Linked DNA regions of Gossypium hirsutum: regions 2 and 3 are each linked to region 1. Evidence: chromatin contacts called from public Hi-C data. All regions are on one chromosome and are shown on one strand. The core of a region is the stretch at or near the end of the contact, and the rest is flanking DNA. Distances in the headings are between cores, read along the strand shown.

Region 1 (2,700 bases), core at 24-2,523:
ATTGACTGTCTTTTCACTTGAAATTTTATGTACTTGTGAAAGGACTCACCATTGCTTCAAGAGAATTTCGACTGGTTTCCCCTGCAATCAAACATCAAATCAATTTCAACTTTCATTAGTAACTGTGAAACTAACACATGAATAATATATGAAACTGCGAAAATCATCCAACAAGGAAGAGAAATTAAACTTAATTTGCACTTCCGAATTCAGTAAATAATTAAGCCAAAGAAGTTTTTAGTATTTTAAGGTTCAATCTCATCTCAAAAAATCTGTAAGAAGAAAACCAAAAAGACAAAGCAATTAACTCCTTCCGAGTAAGCGACAAAATGAAATTAGCTAAAGGTGAGCCTGGAGGAATCGATCTTCATGTATCAGCCATCACCCACAAGCATGTATAATATTGCACGAGACACCAAAGACTGTTCCTGTTTACCTCCCTTTTCTAATGCTAAGCTTGTGTTAAAAAGAAAAAGGATTCATGAATGGCATGCATTGATGCATACCTCTGAGGCCAGGGAAGCCTTGCTTCTTATTCTTGACACCAGTGATATCAGTCGATTTAATGGGTCCAGTTCCTGCACCAAAACCACAACCCCACATCACAGAACCCATCACCAAAACAAAATGAAAAAGCATAAGCAATTGCGTTTGCCTTCAAAAGCTATATGACAAGCCTCCCTGGCGATAGCTTGAAGTGCTCCAATCTGCACACCCACACCCATCACAAAATATTAGTTTGGGGAAATAGAGGGACCGAAATATTGAAGATGAGAAATAATATTACATACACCAGCAGTTTTGACAAAGCTCTGAGCAGACCAGTTGAGAAGAGGGTGTCCCAGGTCGAAGAAATCTCCCTTATCGAAGCGCAATTCATCAAACAAAGACTTCGCCTCCGAGTTACCACTCATGGTTTCTTCTTGGGTTTTCTGACGTAACGCTTCTTGATCTATCGCGTTAAAACTTCTTCAGGGAGAGATGCTAATGGCTGTCGAAGATGGTGTACCCGATATCAATCGGAAGATTGAACAAGTGAAAATGCTATGATATTTGTACAAGAGATTGTAGGAGACAAGTTGAGAAGATATAGGACACGTGTTTATGAAACCTTATGTATCTCCTGCATGGGGAACCAGATATGGCGGATTTCGTGGCGATTCTCGGGACGCTCTGTTTCATATTCTTCGCCACGTATCTTTCAGTCCGTATACCTGGCCAAGCCCAATGTTGCGTGTTCTTCCATTTGCAGTGCCATGCATGGTACACTTTCTAGTAACAACTTGAGATTTTAGAACGATTAAGTGCAAAAGTAAAAGCCCAATCCATTAAAATTCTTCAAATCAGTAAAACAAGTAAATTGGGGGGTTTAGCGGATTTAATGCGGAAACACCCCCCCCATTACAAGGTGAAGTTTGCGTAATAACAATTTACAAGTGGGTTTATAAATGAGGTTTCAGCTACAGTTCGGGAAAATTTTGCCTCCTCACCCATTGTCATCCTAGATCCTCTCATCTCCTCTATCTATACGTATATAACAGGCACACTCACCACAAAAATGAACAAAAGGAAGCCAGTACTAATACTATGCAGGGGAAATATTACTGCCCCATTCTATTAGTTAGTTCACAAATCTAAATGGAACAATAAAAGTTCTTTTTTTCTCTTTAGGAAAAAAGGGGAAAAAGTTAAAACAGACAATGTTTTAGTTGATGGAGCGGCGCAAAGCATCAGGCAGGCCTGGTAGATCTATACATGTTCTTCCCCTCCGATGAACATTTCAGAATTCCAAGCTTTCTTCGCATCCGGCTCTTTCTTGTGAGTTCACTTTTCCTTTGGTAGCCCAAGATTGTTTAGTCAACCAAGCACATCCTATAGCTAAAATAAAACAAAGAAGGAAACAAGTTACCCTGCGTATAACGAATGATTCTGGGATTCAACTCATGATCCATTTACAGCCATTTCAGGTGATGACTTTGATGGTAGCAACGGACGGGGATCCTCTCCACTTAATTGTCTATTGTCTGAAGGGCTATGCAGGTAATCTGAACAGTTTCTAGGAGATTCTTTCCCTCTAAGGTTGCCCTCGTTTGGACTTTTGTTATCATAACTTCTGGGACTGCCAGATTCCTTTTCAATATGATTCTCCTCACCTGATTGAGTAGATAAATGCATGGCATTTGCGGTTTTCTTACTAGGCAGCACTGCCTGGCTTAGGGTTGAACACAAAGCCGCAAATACACTATCTCTTGGTTTAGAGCTTTTACCCAAACGCTGCTTCTTAGCTAGCCCAGGTTCCTTTTCCTTAGGAGTCAACTTACGCTTCAAGCCAAGGGACTCCATGCTTCCTTCATCATCCTCCGAGTTTTCAGTCTGTTTCCTTGGAGGTGGTCTGTAGTCTTCATCGTCATCATCATAGTCAACAAGCCCACCAGATCTAGGGCTATAAAATTAAAATAAATATAAGCACACTACAAAATTCAGTAATGAACCATCAAGGATGAGGTCACTGAAATACCATGACGATGGGCAGCTGACAGCAACTCCATTGGATAAAACAGGCTGAGATTGCACTTTCTCAGGATGAGATCCAGATGTTGTATCCTCTTCATCACTGATTAACATCCAAACATATTCTATCAATATACAAGAAATGGCATAAGAAAAATTGACAACTCATTATCTGATGAAGGCATACCT
Region 2 (2,700 bases), core at 93-2,592, 180 kb after region 1:
AGCAAAGTTAAAATTTCCTAGAGTCATAAGTAATGACACTTAGACATTCTATTGCAGCATGGATAACTTTGGCAATCCTAATGAAATACTGAATCAAATAAGTGTTCATTTGATTGATGCCCTTTAAATTTTCATACTTTCTTTGTGCCTTTTTTTTTTTTTTTTTTTGCAAAATAGAAAAAATGTACAGAAAGCCAAAAGGCAAATAATAAAACATGAACGGAAAACAAATGCATTAATCAATCGGGGCCCAAATTTTATCTCAAACAGCCAGTTGTTTATAAACTCTTATTATAAACTTAGAAGAACTGAAAAAATGGTAAAAGCTCAGGAATTTGTTTTATTCAATCAGAATTGTCGTGATTAAACATGGAATAGATTATTGCTTCATGGAAATCCGAGAAAACATGAAAAATGGGGTAATGAAAAATGGAGTATTATGAGTAGTTACTTTGGGGCAAGTTCACTGGCTTCACATGGATGGGGAAGTATTTGTAGTTGGAAAGTATAGCATGAATTTCATTTGGACGTAACCATCTTGACTTTGCCTCTTCCATCATAGTTCGAACATCCAAATCTATCAATAGAAACTAAAATTAGCAAAAGAGAGAGTCACATAACTATGACATATACAAAGCTTAAACTACTTATCTAGCTCTCAAAGAGCCAAAATAACTCTTACAGAACCTCTATTGTTCAACAAATTAGAAACAAAAAGTAAGAAAATTGCTTACAAAAAGCTAACAAGCCAGAATTCTTTGCAATTTACAAGTAATTAAACAAATTTAAAACGTCAAGTTTAACATATTTTACAAAACTCCTAGAGTGAGAAAATTAGTAAAGCAGAATTAGATGAGATAAAAGAAAAGATAGATTCTGTGTACGGTACCTTCCAATGTATGAAATCCATGAATTTCAGTGCCGGCGAGTTGACCCGAACCACTACCGTCCATCGCCAAAATCCGATTACGAGAGAAGAATATTCGATTTAATTAACTTTCTACACCGTAAAAAAGAAGCTAATTTCATCACATTAAACGCATAAAAACGAAGTTATCATAATAAAATATGAAAATAGAAAACAGCTTTAGCCTAAAACCTAGCAAAACCTTGTGCAAAGTGAAGGGTGTGTTCTTGGAGCGTGGAAAATGGAAGTTTTATTATTATTATTATTATTATTATTAATTTTGGTGTTAAAATAAATAATCGAAATTAATTTATTAATTATGAGATGACTCTCCTTTATCTTTTCCGAAAAGTGATTTGCTGAAATAAAGGAATTTTTAAATTTTGTGTGGAGGAGATAACAGTCTACAGTTTGGTCAAGCATTTGCTGTCGGAACCTATGCCTTTGATTTCTACGCTGGGTCTACTCATAAACGAGTGGTTTCCATTCCTGAAATGCTTTTCTCCTTTCTGTTACTTTTTAGTTCCAATTCTGCTCTCAATCCCTATGCTCATTTCTCATTACTCATTACTCATTGCACATTTCAAAGTAGGATAAAAAAAAAGAAACTACACCAATTATCCCTAAATTTTCATTTTAGATTCATAATAATCATTACCATTATAAATTTGTTACATTTTTGTCACTCGTTGCATCTTCAAAGTGCTAATAGCTAATTTGGTCCTTAAGCTATAATTAAAAAATCATTTTAATATTTTTAAAATTTTTAATAATAATTGTAAAATAAAAATAAAAATTATTTAAAAAAAATTAATTGCAACAAAGAAAAATCAAGAATTTTGCAACTAATTTTTTTCAAAAATAGAAAACATTAAATACTTATTCACTTCCATCTAACTCGTTTCTTCATTTGCTTTGTTGGTACACTCTCTTCATATATGTTTTATTTACCATGCAATTAGAAAGAAGAAATTGTGGGTTTGAAAAAGAAGAAGAGCACTTTGCATTATAAATTTAAAAATTCCAAAATTTCAAAACTAAAAGTCATTAAAAAAACCCAATCAATCTAGTAACTGAAGTTACATAAAAGAAATAATGGGTTTAGAAAAATAGGGTACTTTATATTATAAATTAAAAGAAAAATAAAAAGTTTCAAAAAATTGAAACTTACCAAAGAACTCATATGGTATAATAGAACATTTTGCTCTTCTCTCTTGCCTTCTTCTTTTTTAAATTTTTTTCTTTTCATAATTATCAAGAAAATCTTGCAAATAGGTCATTGATGATAAAAGATTTTATGATTCTTAAGAATAAAAACAGTGTTGCAAGCCTAGATTTTGTTTCTTGAAAACTTGAACAGCAACAATCGATCTAATAGTGAAATTTGAATCTTGCATTAAAATTTATTTTACTAGGGCTTTTAAGGATTTGAGAAATAAAATAAAATAAAATTTGCAAAACAATTTATGGGTAAAACAACATCAAGTTGTTCATCAATAGTGTAAAACAAATGGAATTTAGTTTGAAGATTTTAAGTTTTTTTTATATAATAAAAAATTACAAGAAATGATAATTTAAAATTTTTTAAATCTATACATATTTAAATATTTTTATATTTAAAAATATATGATTTTTAACTATTTTATGGATTTTCTAATAATTTTTAGTTCAAGATTTTTTATTTTAATTTTTTATAATATTGTTAAGAAAATTTTAAAAATATTAAAATGATTTTTTAACTGTAGTTCAAGGACTAAATTAGCTATTTAACTCTTTGACTTAAGGTGTAACGT
Region 3 (2,700 bases), core at 51-2,550, 200 kb after region 1:
CGTATCAACAATCTCCTCAGCCGACCAATTCACAGCTTTCAAATCTGCTCCGCAACCCACCATTTGATCGTGACCAAAGTGTGAACTTGCCTTCAACAAATCAGGCCCAGAGCCTCGTTCTAATCATTTCTCGAGGCAATAGCAATAGTTGGGTCTAAGTTCTCTGCTAATTCCTTTGATTTCCTAGAACCTCTCGAGCTGCCATATTGGGTTTTTCACTACCCACCTCTTCATTAAATGTATCTTCAACCTCTCAACTCCTTTCACCACCAGACGAATCTTCTTTAGCAAAATCAAAATGACCTTATGAAAATTTAGCACGTCCACCTCCAGATTCAAAGGCTGTGAATCCCCAACTTCGGAAATTGTTCATCTCCACATTCAAGAATAATGAGTTCCTCAATTTGTTTTAACTGATTAGCCGATATTAAGCGAGTTAGACTCCATGGAAATAAAATCACCCTAATAAATAGCAACGCTTTTGAACGTCTCTAGGTTCCAAGCGTGCTAAGGAGCGCCAGTAACTTCAATCCAAGTTGTGCGAAAACGTATGAAATGGAACTGAGACCAGCGTTCAACATCGATGAAAATTTGTTTTAACAATGAGAACTGCAAATCCTCCATAGTCTTCTAACATTTCAACATTCGAAATCTCGAAAAGAAATTGGCTTGATATGATTTATTTAGGGTGTTAATTTTATGTATTATAATAATGCACAAATTGATATTTTATGCATCACATTTAATATTTTTAAAGTATATAATATCAAATCATTTTATGAAAATAAAAATACCAAATAATACATAAATTGATAGTTCAAGTATTTCATTAAAAATTTTCAAAATATAAATATCATATTGAAACATTTTATAAAAGAATAGATACCAAATATGACATCATCCCCTGTTGAGAGTAACCAAACACTGTTTTCATCCAGCCCATGAGAAGTATTTGGCCCAAAAGCAAAAGTTTCAGTACAATGAATTATGAATCCCAAAAAAACCCCAAGTGGTCCAGGTCCAAGCCAGTCTAGGGCTGAGGAAAGAAATGGAAAAATTGAAAAGTAATTCCAGGGTCTGATTCAATTTTATTAAATTTAGTTTGATTTTGGTTTCGGTTCATAAATTTAAAAATAATTTTAAAATGTTATATAAAACTGTTTTTTAAAAATAAATTAATCAATAATCTAAAACGATAAAAATGGCGATTTGAATTAAGCTCATATTTTGAAAAAAAAATAAAAATTATCTCATCCAGAACTGATTAAAACCGAACCGATGAATCCTAGAAGCCAAGCCAAGTGTGCAGAGTAAGAATAGAACATCAACATTTTGCTTTAAGCTTTTCGTTGCTTGCACTCTAAGAAGCATAAAACGCAAGCAAAACTTGACACTAGTGTGAGTGTGAGTGCCCATCATTCATCAACCCTGAAAATCGCCCTTCCCCTAATCAGTTCTAACCTCACTTTCTAACACTTTCACTGCAGCACTCAAAAACATTCGCCGAATCTTTACTATAAACTCCCAGTGTTGGTTTCTCCACTCCAAACCCAAACCACGACCACCACATTTTGCTTCGTATCTTTGATAATGGAAGCCAAATGGCTGGTTCTTTTTTCAGTGGCGGCAATGCTGGTGGCACTGGCCAACTGCCAGGAATCGTTGAAGCCATTGGTGAAGATGGTAAAGGGCAAGAAGCTGTGTGACAAAGGGTGGGAATGTAAAGGGTGGTCAAAGTATTGTTGCAACCATACCATTTCTGATTACTTCCAAACTTACCAGTTTGAGGACCTTTTTGCGAAGCGTAACACGCCGGTAGCACATGCGGTTGGGTTCTGGGATTACCATTCCTTCATTACTGCTGCTGCTCAGTATCAGCCTCATGGATTTGGTACCACCGGGGAAAAGCTCCAGAATATGAAGGAAGTCGCTGCTTTTCTTGGACATGTCGGCAGCAAAACTTCATGTAAGTAAATATGTGCTTAGTTAAAAGTGTTTAATATTACTTTTGATCATCCAAGAGCAATGTTAAACGAATGTGGCTTATCTAACTGTTTGTTGTTCTTGAACAATGGCTCTGGTTTATAATAATTTCAGGTGGCTATGGAGTCGCTACCGGGGGACCATTGGCTTGGGGTCTTTGCTACAACAAAGAAATGAGCCCTAGCAAAATATATTGCGATGATTACTATAAATACACCTATCCTTGCACACCAGGAGTCTCATATCATGGCCGTGGTGCCTTGCCTATCTACTGGAACTACAACTATGGGGAAACTGGAGAGGCTTTGAAGGTGGACTTGTTGAACCACCCAGAATACTTAGAAGACAACGCAACCTTGGCTTTCCAGACAGCAATGTGGAGGTGGATGACGCCGATGAAGAAACACCAACCCTCAGCCCATGACGTTTTCGTTGGCAACTGGAAACCAACCAAGAACGACACCTTGGCCAAGAGGGTTCCAGGTTTTGGAACCACCATGAATGTTCTTTATGGTGACCAAGTTTGTGGTCAAGGTGATAGTGATTCCATGAACAATATGATCTCTCATTACCTTTATTACCTTGACCTTTTGGGAGTTGGCCGAGAAGAAGCTGGTCCTCATGATATGCTCACCTGTGAAGAACAAGAACCCTTCACTGTTTCTCCCTCATCTGCAACATCATCATGAAAAAAGGAAACAAACTCTAGTATATGCG

Evidence for each region. A called contact is a pair of places that touch in the nucleus more often than the background predicts.
Region 2: a Hi-C map of leaf shows a contact between it and region 1, with 2.4 times the contacts expected there. The contact joins the promoter of LOC107896615 here to the promoter of LOC107896622 in region 1. A contact is called at or near these places in 10 of 34 Hi-C or Micro-C datasets (callus, hypocotyl, leaf and 2 more).
Region 3: a contact with region 1 is called in a Hi-C map of leaf, with 3 times the contacts expected there. The contact joins the promoter of LOC107896614 here to the promoter of LOC107896622 in region 1. A contact is called at or near these places in 2 of 34 Hi-C or Micro-C datasets (both in leaf).

Annotation. Positions count from the first base shown.
Region 1 is chrA10:100,688,268-100,690,967 of Gossypium_hirsutum_v2.1, reverse strand. It overlaps LOC107896622 (outer envelope pore protein 16-2, chloroplastic), which reads right to left and starts at 1,273. Exons shown (of 8, transcript XM_016821824.1): 1 at 1,112-1,273; 2 at 792-991; 3 at 656-707; 4 at 507-578; 5 at 50-81. The coding sequence starts at 914. It overlaps LOC107896621 (serine/threonine-protein phosphatase 4 regulatory subunit 3), which reads right to left. Exons shown (of 19, transcript XM_016821822.2): 17 at 2,699-2,700; 18 at 2,519-2,614; 19 at 1,306-2,443. The coding sequence ends at 1,942.
Region 2 is chrA10:100,508,666-100,511,365 of Gossypium_hirsutum_v2.1, reverse strand. LOC107896615 (calmodulin-binding transcription activator 5) reads right to left here and starts at 1,342. Exons shown (of 13, transcript XM_041079122.1): 1 at 890-1,342; 2 at 452-577. The coding sequence starts at 953.
Region 3 is chrA10:100,492,397-100,495,096 of Gossypium_hirsutum_v2.1, reverse strand. LOC107896614 (chitinase-like protein 2) reads left to right here and starts at 1,300. Exons shown (of 2, transcript XM_016821815.2): 1 at 1,300-1,966; 2 at 2,098-2,700. The coding sequence starts at 1,591. The coding sequence ends at 2,672.